Regions from separate parts of the Mus musculus genome. Here region 2 is linked to region 1. The links are chromatin contacts, called in public HiChIP or PLAC-seq maps. All regions are on one chromosome and are shown on one strand. Each heading gives the region's core, a stretch centred on a gene start, on an enhancer-like site or on the middle of the called end of the contact. The rest is flanking DNA. Distances are from core to core; before and after follow the strand shown.

Evidence for each region. HiChIP or PLAC-seq counts read pairs in DNA pulled down with a chosen protein or histone mark.
Region 2: a contact with region 1 is called in an H3K27ac HiChIP or PLAC-seq map of epiblast stem cells, with 2.7 times the contacts expected there. The contact joins the enhancer-like site here to the promoter of Btbd16 in region 1. A contact is called at or near these places in 13 of 39 promoter capture datasets (3T3-L1-derived adipocytes, cancer-associated fibroblasts, cranial neural crest and 8 more), 3 of 15 datasets of contacts at CTCF or cohesin (CD8 T cells, the NIH/3T3 cell line and pro-B cells), 8 of 484 Hi-C or Micro-C datasets (the AML12 cell line, the C2C12 cell line, the NIH/3T3 cell line and 4 more), 9 of 115 datasets of contacts at active chromatin or transcription factors (Th17 cells, bone marrow-derived dendritic cells, embryonic stem cells and 4 more) and 4 of 9 other capture datasets (adipose tissue, embryonic stem cells, liver and 1 more).

Annotation. Positions count from the first base shown.
Region 1 is chr7:130,772,535-130,775,365 of GRCm38.p6, forward strand. It overlaps Btbd16 (BTB (POZ) domain containing 16), which reads left to right and starts at 1,535. Exons shown (of 16, transcript NM_001081038.2): 1 at 1,535-1,836.
Region 2 is chr7:130,886,809-130,889,532 of GRCm38.p6, forward strand. All of the region lies in intron 4 of Plekha1 (pleckstrin homology domain containing, family A (phosphoinositide binding specific) member 1), which reads left to right. Among named protein-coding and RNA genes, the nearest start is that of Gm5602, 14 kb to the left of the region's middle. Within about 2 kb of position 1,358, at least 50 of the 459 cell types and tissues checked have an H3K27ac peak or open chromatin away from gene starts, as enhancers often do. A contact at or near this core is called in epiblast stem cells, hippocampal neurons and neural stem cells, where this site is marked.

The DNA of each region.
Region 1 (2,831 bases), core at 285-2,784:
TCTGCAGCCCACAACCCGTTCCAAGAAGATTATTTTTCATTTCTTGTGAGATAATTCATCTATCTTTTTTTATGGCCTGGTTGGAGGTTCATTTACTGTTTTGACTGGGCTACACTTCCCTCTCCACAGTCTAGTTGTGTGTGTGTGTGTGTGTGTGTGTGTGTGTGTGTGTGTGTGTGTGTGTTCACTCACATGAACAGCCACCTCTCTGTCTTCATAAGCTGGCTCTATATGGGGAAGTCCTTTGCCAACCACACTCAGTACTCACTGTGGCCTCACAGCACATTTCTGGAAATGTATCTTTGCCTGAGCATGCACACACGGCCTCGCCATCAGAGGAGCTGCTCTGTTCCCTGTAGGAACTTGCTCACCTTCTCCCTCTGGGAGACTAAGCAGGTGCTGTCAGAAGCCAGTCCCTCAGGATCCAGAACACACCAGGTGGGGCAGAAAGCAGCCCCCTGAACATTGGCCTAAGGCTGGCATGGTGGCTCTGCCTCCCACCCTTCTGTTTCCCTCCCATAGGGGTGGGTGGACAACATCGCCAGCAAGTGGATGCCACCAGGTAGAACTTGCAGGGAAAGCAGCTAGACTTCCTGTGACATTGCTTGTGGCCAAGGCCACATGAAGTCCATGCTAACTCCAGCGATTCAAGAAAGTTTCCATTTCTGTGCATTTGACTTTGGCTTACAGCTCAGCTCTGGAGCGATCCATGGCGCAATCTAGCGGGGAGCTGAAGGCTTCTAAACCAAAGGCTTCAGAAAGGGATCAATACAATCAAGGTCAAATGTTGGGCTCAGGGGTGGTAAGGACTGTGGCTCCCTGGGACACTTTCCCAGTGTGGCCAATAGGAGGCGCTCAGGGGTTGTCTTTTAGCCAGTAGCCCCAGTAGTACCAGAAATAGTATCCAGAGGGCAGGTATGATATCAGGAGGGTCAGGTTCTTGTATTTCAAACACCTTAATTCAAATCCTGTGTTAAGCCTCTATTGGAGAGAAAGTTTACATAGGGGAAGTCTGAGGTAAAGGGAAGGGCAGAAGTAACAGGGCAGACCTGTACTTCAGAGCTTTCGCTGAGGCACCTCCTTCCACACACACTATCACGCCATCATCGTGGCACTGGGCTAGGAGGGAAGCGACAGACCAGACTCCAGGTTGGAGAGCAGACAGTGTGTATCTGGTGGTATGGGAAGTGCGGCAAAGGCTCTCCAAGTGTGTGTGTGTAGCTCGCTCCCCTGCAAAGGAACATAGCCCAGTTGCAGGTTTGCACTTTGAGACCCTAATGTCTGTCAGAGGGCTGGCTACACTACCCACCACTTTCTCCCACATCAAGAGACACAGTTATCAATAAGACACATTATCAATAAGGCACAGGAATGGGGGAGGGGATACACACACACAAAAAATATTAATGTAGAATTAATTAAGGCTAATTTTGGACATGGAATTCAAATTACTTTTGTTGCGAAAATATTTTGGCAGCCAGGCATGGTTATGCTAGTGACAAACTGTTTTCTGATAGCCCTGTCACCCCTCAGCAGAAAGCCTGAAGCCTCAAGCTGAGATAACACCAGAACCCGGAACAGGAAGTCCTTAGAATCTGACTGCTGTTGCCATGGTACCCACAACTACCCCCAGGAAGCCAAAGGCAGGCTCCCCCAGCAAAGCATCGCCGTAGGAGAAGGGGTGAGCCCCAGGTGTCATGAGAGCGTTCAAGATTCAGGCTCAGAAGGTGCCCAGCCTCCAACTCTCCCTTGGTTCCGAGACCAGTGCAACCAGCACCCCTCTGCTTCACTCTCAACCTCTGTGACCGTCCCCGTGGGCAGCAGGACTGCAGAACTGTAAGTGGGACTGGTACCTCATCCACAGCCGAGACCAAGGGGTCACCCAGTGATGGGAGCTGTTTGCACATAGCTCCACCAGGGCAAGGAGGCATTTCAGAGGTTCCTGGCTGGGAGCTGAAGGAGGGTCACAGACAGCTTCCTCACCAGAGGACCAAGGGAGCAACAACTAAAGCCCACAGAGGGCACAGCTCCCAGTGAGACAAAAATAAAAATACATTTCAGTGCTACTAAGATACTCCTGGGGTTCAAGGTCAGCCAGGAAGACTCTTGTGTAAAAGAAACAGGAGCTAGAGCCAGGCATGGTGGCGTAGGCCTTTAATCCCAGCACTCGGGAGGCAGAGGCAGGTGGATTTCTGAGTTCGAGGCCAGCCTGGTCTACAAAGTGAGTTCTTCTCTACATAGAGAAACCCTGTCTCAGAAAAAAAGGAAGAAAGGAAAGAAAGAAAGAAAGGAAAGAAAGAAAGAAAGAAAGGAAAGAAAGGAAAGAAAGAAAGAAAGGAAAGAAAGAAAGAAAGAAAGGAAAGAAAGGAAGGAAGGAAGGAAAGAAAGAAAGAAAGAAAGAAAGAAAGAAAGAAAGAAAGAAAGAAAGAAAGAAAGAAAGAAAGAAAGAAAGAAAGAAAGAAAGAAAGAAAAGAAAGAAAGAGGAGCTAGGCAGCCACCTCTGAACTGAAATGACCTTTTTTTCTATGGAGGGCCCTGGCAGGAACATTTCTTCATATGCTGACCAGCTCTGTATGAAGTCTGCCTGGAACCCACTCCTCTCTCCTTAGAAGCTTCTGGGCCACGATGAAGATGCAGAGCTCATATGTGGAAAGTTGGCCAAGGGTTTTAGCTGGAGAGGTGCAGGGTCCCTCTGACTTCTGTGTGAAAAACAGGTCAGAGAAGCAGCTATGATTCCAGCCATGAACAAAAGTATGTGTGTGTGGAGGGGGCAGTGTGTGTGTGTGTGTGTGTGTGTGTGTGTGTGTGTGTGTGTGTGGTGTGTGCTATGT
Region 2 (2,724 bases), core at 108-2,607, 110 kb after region 1:
ACAGGATCCTGGGGTGTGATACTTAATCTTGATTGTCAAGTGGATGGAACCACCATGAAAACAACTCTGTAACAGAGGTGGGAAGATCATCCTAATGTGGGTAGTCTATTACATGTCAGTCATCATTCTCTGCTTCCTGACTGCATACGCAGTGTGGCCCACCACCTCCTCTTCCGGGTACCATGCCTTCCTTCCCTGCTGTGATGGACAGTGTCACCCGGTATTCAAAGCCAGAGTAAACCCTTCCTTCTTTAAATTGCTTTGTCAGATATTTTGTTGTTGCAGTGAGGCAGTAACTAAAACATGGAGCAAGAGAAGGGTCCAGGGAGCGTGGACATACTCCCTGGCACAGTGAGACCTCTTGGCTTTTACAATTAATGGGCATTAATAAATGGAGAAATTTAGAGTGTGTTAAGAGAATCAGTGGTAGGTCAAACAAGATTGCCATCCTCTCTCTCTCTACGTTATAGTGATAGAAGGGACAGAAGTTAAGATTGACCAATTGGTATAAAAAGGGACCATTGAAGTTTAAAGAAAAAGGTACTTTGGGGGCAGAATTAATGTTAATGTTTAAGTTCTTTGCTCTCTTCAGTGTGTAAGAGTGACTTTGTCCTGCAGGTTGATGTTTAGAGCAGTATCTGATGGCAGCCACATGTATCCAATAAGGGAAGCTGTTGTGAACAGACTGAAGTTAGCAACTCAAGAGGCCTACAAAGAAACTCTTGTGAAAATTAGACATTCTCTGCAGATTAGAATTACAGTTACTAAATAAGAGAATGCTTCAGAACCTTGTGATTGAAAGATGTCAGGGCCCATCAACTAACAGAGAACTTTGATAGTTCGAGAGAATAGTATAAACTCACCATCCATAGTCATTGGGCCTAGTTAGAACAGTGATTTTAGTTGATGTCAAAGAGTAAGATGAGCTTCTTGTTAGTCCTTCTGATGGTTTGATAGTCATTCTAAGTGGCAGCATATCTCTAATTACCTAGATACAGTGGGAACGAGAAATACTCCAACCTTACCTTTGATAATGGGAGGGGATTTGAGCAGGTGATACCCAGTGTATAAATATGGAAGCAAACGGAGGAATGGTAGCCAAGTTTGCAGAGCAGAGAAAGACCAATGAAGAGCTAGCCATTTCAGTGTCCTGTCCCACCTTTCTCTAATAGGCTTAGGTAATGGGGCTTGTTTCAGGGACTGGGGGAAGCTACAGTGAGGGGGGACTAAGAACAGGTTCTTTGTTCAGATGTCTTTAGAACAACAGCAACAACAAATAGCCTCTAGTCTCTGTCTCCATCTGGCTCATGTGGGCAGCCACCCTTCCCCCAGCCCAGCAGGGAATGGGATGTGTGGTGTCTCCCGAAATAGAAACTAACACTAATCCCAGAGAAGGGAAGGAATGAGGCACGAAACTGGAAAGGAGGATTAAAGGAGAATCTGAATACTGAATGCAGCCCAGTCCGTGCAGCCCCAGGGAACCTGCAGCCAGCTGCTGCCAGTGATGGGTGGGTAGAGCCATCTCAAGATGCTGACATCTGGATATTTCCACTAGGAGAGCTTGCTGACAGTGAGTGAGCTGTGCAAGGTCGCAACCCCACAACCCAAGTGGGACAACCAGCCTTTTAGTCTTCTTTTAAGATAGTAACAGATGGGCCAGGTTACTTAGTGTCTGAGGAGAGTTATCAGACAGAAAAAGAAACAAGTAATGTAAAACTCAGGAGGAAAAAAAATTTAAAAAGAAACAAAAGGGGAATCAGCAGAAGCTAAAAATGGTAACAGAGAAAGCTGTGTGACAGTCTTACTTATAAACCTTCAGTCTCAGCACTCAAGAGGGTGGCAGGTCCCAGGCCAGCCTGGGCTACATACTGAGCCACTTTCTCAAAATTTAATTAATTAATTGAGGAAGAGAAAATGGGGGATGTGAGAAAGGGCCTAACGTGGCCACACCTGAGCCACAGCCATTTATGGACCATGAGAGAATTAATAGTAAAAAGGAGTCCGATAAAAATGTACTCAGGCCGGGCGTGGTGGCGCACGCCTTTAATCCCAGCACTCAGGAGGCAGAGGCAGGCGAATTTCTGAGTTCGAGGCCAGCCTGGTCTACAGACTGGACAGCCAGGGCTATACAGAGAAACCCTGTCTCGAAAAAACCAAAACCAAAAAAAAAAAAAAAAGTACTCAGATGAAAAGGCAGGAACCAGACCAGCCTCTGACACTATGAGACTCTCGCTTAAAAGGCTTGGCAGCCTGACGGGTCCTGACTTTGTGTTTGTAGTAGTCAACGCTCTCTCTTCCTTTCCCGATCTGCCCTCTTTCCTGCGTGTTATACGCACCTCTTTCCAGTAATTCACGCTCTTTGGAAATCCGAAGATGGTGATAGAGAGGAATACTGTGTCCACTTCTTCTCACTGTCGCTGTTTCTCTGGGAAAGGTGATTGATTCGTACTTGAGGAGATAGGACTCAGACTGTCCTGGAGCCCTGGATCAGCTATCAGCTGTGCTGATTCCTGGCTTCTTAGTTTGTAGCAGATGTCTGTGCCCTTCTTGTCAGAAATAAAAGCATGTGAGATTTTGCTCAAACCACAAGTTATGCCAAGAGTGGCAGGTTTTTTGTTTGTTTTAGTTTTTGGTATTGGGGGCTAGAGATGCAATCCAGATCCTGTGCATGGTTGGCAAACTTTGAGCTATATCTCAAACTGCAAGGAGTTTTTAAATTTAGCT